Linked DNA regions of Sus scrofa: region 1 is linked to region 2. The links are chromatin contacts, called in public HiChIP or PLAC-seq maps. All regions are on one chromosome and are shown on one strand. Each heading gives the region's core, a stretch centred on a gene start, on an enhancer-like site or on the middle of the called end of the contact. The rest is flanking DNA. Distances are from core to core; before and after follow the strand shown. Region 1 overlaps ARHGAP21 (rho GTPase-activating protein 21). Region 2 holds the start of ARHGAP21 (rho GTPase-activating protein 21).

What was found. HiChIP or PLAC-seq counts read pairs in DNA pulled down with a chosen protein or histone mark.
Region 1: an H3K27ac HiChIP or PLAC-seq map of alveolar macrophages shows a contact between it and region 2. The contact joins the enhancer-like site here to the promoter of ARHGAP21 in region 2. A contact is called at or near these places in 8 of 47 Hi-C or Micro-C datasets (embryonic fibroblasts, fetal liver, heart right ventricle and 3 more) and 2 of 2 datasets of contacts at active chromatin or transcription factors (alveolar macrophages and skeletal muscle).

The regions. Positions count from the first base shown.
Region 1 is chr10:50,589,224-50,593,005 of Sscrofa11.1, forward strand. It overlaps ARHGAP21 (rho GTPase-activating protein 21), which reads left to right. Exons shown (of 26, transcript XM_021064916.1): 2 at 2,872-3,022; 3 at 3,025-3,050. Among named protein-coding and RNA genes, the nearest start is that of ARHGAP21, 50 kb to the left of the region's middle. Within about 2 kb of position 2,043, at least 31 of the 83 cell types and tissues checked have an H3K27ac peak or open chromatin away from gene starts, as enhancers often do. A contact at or near this core is called in alveolar macrophages, fetal liver, liver and 2 more, where this site is marked.
Region 2 is chr10:50,540,174-50,543,745 of Sscrofa11.1, forward strand. It overlaps ARHGAP21 (rho GTPase-activating protein 21), which reads left to right and starts at 1,409. Exons shown (of 26, transcript XM_021064916.1): 1 at 1,409-1,951. The coding sequence starts at 1,874. It overlaps LOC110255603 (basic salivary proline-rich protein 2-like), which reads right to left and starts at 808. Exons shown (of 2, transcript XM_021064283.1): 1 at 1-808. The coding sequence starts at 808.

The DNA of each region.
Region 1 (3,782 bases), core at 793-3,292, 50 kb after region 2:
GTCCAATCGGAGCTGCAGCCACCGGCCTACGCCAGAGCCACAGCAACATGGGATCCGAGCTGTGTCTGCAACCTGCACCACAGCTCACAGCAACGCCAGATTGTTAACCCACTGAGTAAGGGCAGGGACCGAACCCGCAACCTCATGGTTCCTAGTCAGGTTCGTTAACCACTGTGCCACGACGGGAACTCCAAGTATTTCACATTTTAAGTGGTATTTTAAATTTTTCAATTTCCAGGTGTATTGTCCGTGTGTAGGTAGAAATGCTGTTCACTTTTAGATATTTATTATACTTCCAGAGTAACTGTCCTGGCTCAGCGGAAATGAATATGACTGGCATCCATGAGAACTCAGTTTTCATCCCTGGCCTTGCTCAGTGGGTTAAGGATCTGGGTTGATGTGAGCAGTGGTGTAGGTCCAAGATGTGGCTCGGATCCTGCGTTGCTGTGACTGTGGTGCAGGCCAGCAGCTGTAGCTCCGATTCAACACCTAACCTGGGAACCTCCATATGCCTCCGTGCAACTCTAAAAAGACCAAAAAAAAAAAAAAAAAAAACCAATAATACTTCCATTCCATTGACTAAGACTCAGCCACAACCTCTTCTGCTGCAAGTTTGGTGGCGAAATATTACTATCTAGCTGCCTTCCCAAATGGAAAAGAAAATGAAGTTGATGAATGGCTCACTAGTAATAGCCTAGGTATTGACTTATGATGAAAGTGTTCAGGATTTAGAAGTCTCTTGAAAAATTGCCTCCAGGAGGATTATTTAGGTTTAAACACCTTCTTCTAAAGTAAATCATTGTGGAAGAACAGGCATGATTCACTAGTGGAGTGTAATTTAAAATGTAATAGAATCAAGCATATTCAAGTATTTGTCATTGGATGAAGGTGACATTTCAAAACTGCTGAGGTGAACTTGGAGTTGTAATTGAATACAAAATCTGAGCAGCAAAGTAGACATGTTAAGTTTGAGGTGTCTGTTAGATTGGGGAGATGTCTGGGCTAGAGATGCACACTGGGCTAGAGATCACCACCCGCCAGAGTCGAGGTAGAAGGGTCCCTGGGCTGAGTCCCAGGTGCTCCTAAACTCACAAGTCGAGCAGATGAAGCCACAGAGAGACTAAGCAGAAGGACCCCAGGGGTAGGAGGAAATTCAGATCAGTGTAGGAAGTCCCATGGAAACGTTTTTCAAGAAGGAAGTAATCCCTTACCCACTGACAGGTCACGGAAGACGAGAGCTGAGAAGTGACCATTCCGTTCAGCGATGTAGAAGCCATTGTTGACCTTGACAAGAGCAGTTCCAGGGAATTACGGAGGCCAAAGTCTGATTTAAGGAGATTTACGAGATAAATGGGAGAGGAAGAATTGGAGATAGCAGCTGCAGACAACTTCCAAGGGGTTTCGCTCTGAAGATAAGCAGAACAACAAAGTGGAAGCTGGAGAGGGCTGTGGTCAAGAGAGAATTTCTGTCATGTTTTAAGATGAAAGAACTTAGGAAATGTACACACAGGGGATGGGAATGATGTAGCGAAGAGAAAACAGATGATGCATGAGAGCCGGCGGGGGGGCAGGGGACTTGCTGGGACCATGTCTTGGTCTAGGAAGAGGAACGGGGTCTAGCACATAAGTGGTGGGGCTGTGGGCCAATGGGAGGTTCAGCCATTGTCCAGAGGGAAAACCAGAGAGCGTGCTCCAGCTGCAGGGTGGATGGCTGGTCACTAAGTTCTCGTTTTCTTGCTTGCGTGGTTTTGTGCAATGAAAGCAGGGTTGTTAGCTACAAGTGAGGGTGGGGGAAGGGAAGAAACAGTCGTCTGGAATGAAGGGATGGGGAGACCCTGTTAGCATGGCCAGACCACACTGAAGACTCTCCTGAGGTTGTTATTATTGTTAGTCTTTTGGGGGCCACACTCGGGGCATATGGAGGTTCCCAGGGTAGGGGGTGAATCGGAGCTGTAGCTGCCCGCCTACACCACAGCCGCAGCAACACAGATCTGAGCCACGTCTGTGACCTACAGCACAGCTCCCGGCAACACCGGATTCTTAACTCACTGAGCGAGGCCAGGGATTGAACCCACAACCTCATGGTTACTAGTCAGGTTCGTTAACCACTGAGCCGCGAAGGGAACTCCCCATCGGGAACTTAGATTGAAAGCAGTTGGCTTAATTTTTTGTTTTTCTGCATAAAAAATTCGACAGCCTAGATGCAGGTCCAGAGCAGACGATGTTGATTTAGCCAGAGTTGGGTTTTCTTAGGCAACTTTGAGGAAGTGAGAGAAAGGCAAAGGACTGAGTCAAAACTGGCTTATGAGGGAAGTGAGGACAGGGGGCCGTGAGGGCCGGGGTGGTGGTGGTTTGGGGGGGAGCAAAGACTGGAAAGTCAGGATATTAGAAGGGTTATCTATGTGGATACCGAGGTTGTGCTCAGAACCCAAAGCCTTATCTCTTACTTTCTAATATCCTTTGCTGCTGTTGGACTCATAACAGTTTTTTGTGTTCTTACTCGGCAAGAGTTTCCTGTCTCTTCTTTCATAGTTTCTGTTTCCTAGTCCTTAGAGCTCTCTGAGATTTTCTTCGTGTTATCTTTCATTCCTTTTATTGCATTTAACATTTTAGCCATTATATTTCTCATTTTCAAGAGTTCTTTCTTGCTTCTGATTAACTTTTTATAGCCTCCCTTTCTAGTAGAAAAAAAGTTGAGTTTTTTGATCCTCTTTCTGACTTGTTATACCACATATGCATCAGAATATGGTTCTTTTTCTCCACTGAGTTTCTGTCTGTGCCTCAGGTATTATATTTTTACACATATTTTTCCCCCAAGTGATGAAGTATATTGTGTCCTATAGTTAACTTTTAATCATCTTTTCACTTTAGGTATCAAAAAGTAAAGATGGAAAAGAACAGAGTGAAACTGTATCACCATCCGAAGATGAAACATTCTCCTGGCCAGGTCCCAAAACAGTTATGTTGAAAAGAACATCTCAAGGCTTCGGTTTCACATTGAGGCATTTTATTGTTTATCCCCCGAGTCTGCAATTCAATTTTCATATAAGGTAAGAGAAGTAATTAAAGAAGAATGCAAGGCAATTCCTGTCTCCTTCTTGTCTTCTTCTCATCCTGCCTTCCTTCTGTCTTAAAAGAATTAGTTTATATTTACACTGTTATTATATTTTTCCAAATTTTTAGATATTTTTCTACTCTCTGAACCAGACACTTTAATCTCCTCTGAAAGATCATACTGATTATGAATTCCAAATCTTTTTTAAAAGAATGTCTAATTCTAAACTTGATTCTATTTTTTCTAGTACATAGCTATTTTTCTAGCGTCTAGAAGGGTGGTGAGTTTTCTGAGCAGACTATGCAGAGGAAATAGTTTGCTAAATATTTGGACAATTATAAAAAGTTACTGGAATTAGACGGATACTTTCAGTATCATTTAATATGATGGCAAGTCAGAGTTTAAAAACACAGCTTGTCACTAGACTGAATGACATGAATATGCTTCAGCATATAGTAATAGGGTCTAATAAGAGGTGGCATGGAATAATCATAATGGCAGCTGAAATACTGAGACTTGTTCCCTTCTCTTTACGGTTCTTTATGAGCATTATCTCACTTTATTTTTAGCCCCATGTAACAGATGTGGAAATTGGTCTGAGTCATATATGGAGTAAGCGGTGGACCAAGGATTTGAACTTGGCCAGTGTGAATGCCTAATGCTTAACCATTAGATAGCAGTGTAATGGACATAATGACATTCAGAAGACTTGGGAGACTTTGGCCCA
Region 2 (3,572 bases), core at 159-2,658:
GGGGCGGCGGCCTCGGAGCGCGACGGCGGCGGGCAGCGCCCGCTCGTCCTCCCGCTGGGTCCGGTGCGCGCCGGGCGTGCCGTCCGGGGACCGGCCGGCCGGGTGCGGATCTACTCGCCGCGCTTTCTCCGGTGCGTGTCTGCTTTATTTTCTGCTTCGGCCGACCCGGCGCAGCGCCGCCGGGCGGGTGGAAAGGGAGAGCCGGGCTCGCCGCGGGCTCCCTCCCTTCCCGCCACCCCGGGCCACCCCGCCCGGCGCTGGCGCGGGGCCGGAGGGAGCCGCGGCGGGCGCCCGGCGTGGGCGTAGGGGCCGCACCCGCGTGTGCGGAGCGGGGGAGGACGGCGGGAGGAGGGAAGGGCACAAAGGCCGGCGGCGGGCGCCGGGGTCCCGCCGGCCGGCCGTGGAGGAGGGGCGCCTCCCGTCCGCTCATGAATATTAACCGAGCCTGCGGCCTAGCGCGTCCCGGCCGGGCCCCATGCCCGGCCCGCGTCCCCGCCGCCAATCGCTGCCGCCCGCGGAAGCCGGGCCCGGCGGGGCGCGGCGGGTGAGCCCCCTCGCTCTTGGCCTTTCCCTCGGGTTCCCCCACTCGTTTTTGAAAGTACAAATTTGGGCCGCCCTTCCCGGGAGATCGAGATCCCCGACCCGCCTCTGGAAGGGGCGGGGGAAATAGTGGTAGGTGGGTGGTGGTTTTCTTTTTCCTATTTCCCCCCCCCCCCCCCAAGGTGGACACGGAAAAAGGGGAATATCGTGTCGGGGCGTTGATTGGGACGCGGCAACTAAATGAAAGTTGCTGGGGCTGCGGCTTCATTTCTATAGCTCCGGAATAATGCTCGGGAGAGGGAGTCCCTCCCGCCGCCGCAGCCGCGCACGCCTCCCCTCCCGGCCCCGCGCCGTCTCCGCCCAGCCTCGCCGCGGGCCAAGGAAAACAGCCGCCTCCTCGGGGACACCGGCCGGCTGGGGCGGAGGGCGGGCGCCCCGGGTCCCCCAGGCCGCCTCGAGACGCCGGCCGAGGCGCTGGCTAAGTCCGATCCTGGCTTTTTGTTTTTATTTGGGCCAGCTGGGGAGGCGGCGGGGAGCAAGGAGGGTTTTTGAAAAAGTATTATCCCATTTTAGTCTCGTGGGGAGCAAACTTCCCTTAAGTCTCCTCAGCTGGGTGATGCGGAAGAACAGAGACGCCTCTTCTGCCCAGAAAATAATGCTCATTAAAATGCACTTGAAAAGGGAATGTTTTGACGGCTTCACAACAGCCAGGCATGTTTGACGCAACCACCGTGCAGCTCTGATGTTACTCATTTTTTTCATGATTTATAGATTTTTTTCTTTTTCTTTTTTTTTTTGTCGTTGTTGTTGTATGGATAGATTCTTTTATACGGAGGTTCATCAGCGTGGACCGCATTATTTTTCCGAGTGTTGGAAAGGCGAACTTGGGCTAGACGTGGGCGAGTCTAAGGTCAGCGTCTGGAGAAAGTTCATGCCCTTTAACTTTTCCCTCCTCTAGGAAAGATCTCTTGGGCAGAGGCTTCGCGGCGCACTCAGATTGCTCTTGGAGTCGGGAGAAGCGCTAGGACGAAGGGGACCGCTTTCTGCAGCTGGCCTCACTAGCTGCTGAGGAGGAGACCTGTCGTCTTTGTTTTTTCCGTCTCGAGAAATGGACGAAGACGGGGAAATCGTTTGAAGTCCGAAGAAATCATCTTCAGGGCATTGCGGAGGGGCTTCATCAAAACCTTCATCCCCCGGCCCATTATTTGTCTCACTTAGCCCTGCACCTTCTGCGGAGCCTGGTGTGGAATTCTTACCTTTTGGGTGTGTGGTGGCATTTCGCCCCCAATGTGGACTCCCAAGGGTTGGCCCCTTCTTTGTGATTTGAAATGAAATGATGGCCACACGTCGGACTGGTCTGCCGGAGGGAGATGGTGACAAGCTCAAGGCCTGCGGGTCCCCCACCTGTGAGGTAAGCGCTTGAGGCAGGATCCCTGCCCGTCTGTGGTGGCCTGTGTCTGTGAGGTGTCCTGCCGGTGGCGGGGGTCAGCTGCCACACAGCCTAGGAAGAGGCTTTTGGGGCTTTGGGCTGGATGGTGGGAGGACCCCAGCTTGACCAGTAGAGAAGTGAAACGTTGCCCGTTTTTGTTTCTAGGAACTTCCAGTGATCCCCGCTCCCCCCTTCTCCCCCCCAAGGATATTTTTCCTTTCTTACTTTGAAATGCCTCCATCTTGGTCATCTCAGAGCATGGAATTCTCTCTTTTTAGGTGGTTGGGAATGCTGCAAGCTTCGGTTTTCCGAGTCCCCATCCTCCAGTATTTTTGGAGCTGGGCTGGTTAGGGAGTGGCTTTGTACATTTCGTAGGTGTAGCCAGGGTTTGCTCGGGGGCTGGAAGGCTGGTGGCTCCTGGACCACCTCCTCTTTGATACTGAGACACGGCTTGACTGATTGCTGTTGCTGTGGATTTCTACTTTGGGTAGAAAAACAAGTGTTTTCCCTTGGACAGTTTTTAGGCACACCCTTGGAAAACTGCTTAACGGAGCTGTAATTCCAACTCCCTTAAAAATCTTCCGGCTTTCCTGTTCTTTTATTTATGCCCTCTTTCACTGCTCCGAAGTCCTGCAGGTGTCAGCCGGGGCTGTCAGGTGGCTCACATTTAGCGTCGGCTGTCAGGTGGATTGCATTGCCTTCAGACCAGCGTCTTTGGAAGGGCCCGGTAGATTTTACCCCAAGCTTTCTGAAAATTTTTGAGTAAGGCAGGGCAGAAATAGAAAATCCATTGGTCTGTGGCACTCCTGTGTCTTGTTGCCTCTCACATCTTTTTTTCCTCCTTATATTTGGAGTTTACTTCTATAATGAAGATTTTGTGTTGACTTTGTTACTGACGGTTTCTGTAATTTGCTTGCTAAGAGTCCTGAATGTTGTTTTTCTTTAGACTTTGCTTTTGAGTTGCCTGTATTTTTATGGAAAGGTTGAAGATTAGATAACAATAGCATTCTCCAGTGAGCCGTCACATTATATTCTTTGGTGCCTTGTAAATGTTCCTTTTTAACTTCGCGGTCATTCAAACAAGGTTTGGTTCTAAGTGTGTGAGTGGTTGGCATTTTAATAAAAAATGGATCAGAAGTTAAATTTTCCATTCCTAAAGCAGGCAGAGGAACTCATTTCTTGCAGCCTACTTCATTCTGGATTAGAGAGTTTATGCAGAAAACACAGCGAGGTAGGTACAGTGTGCCTTACTGTACAATTTGCTAGAACGATAGGTTTACACTTAAGAAACAGTGTTTTACCTTTCGACACCTGTAAACACCTGCTTGCAGCTAAAATCGTGATTAAGTGTAACACCACAATCCTCTGATCATGGTGAACCATAATAACGCCTTTGGAAGGTCTACCTGCAACTTTGTGATTGCTTAATGTGTATTGTTGTTCCATAATGACAGGTACTGTGGTCCTAAAGCCTTATTTGTCATTGTCTTGGGAATACTTTAATTAGCATGCTATTTGCATTATATTTGCAAGCGCTAATGTTATTTATTTATTTATTTTTGGTCATTTAAGAGCTATCCTGGAAACCAAGAATTTATAGTAG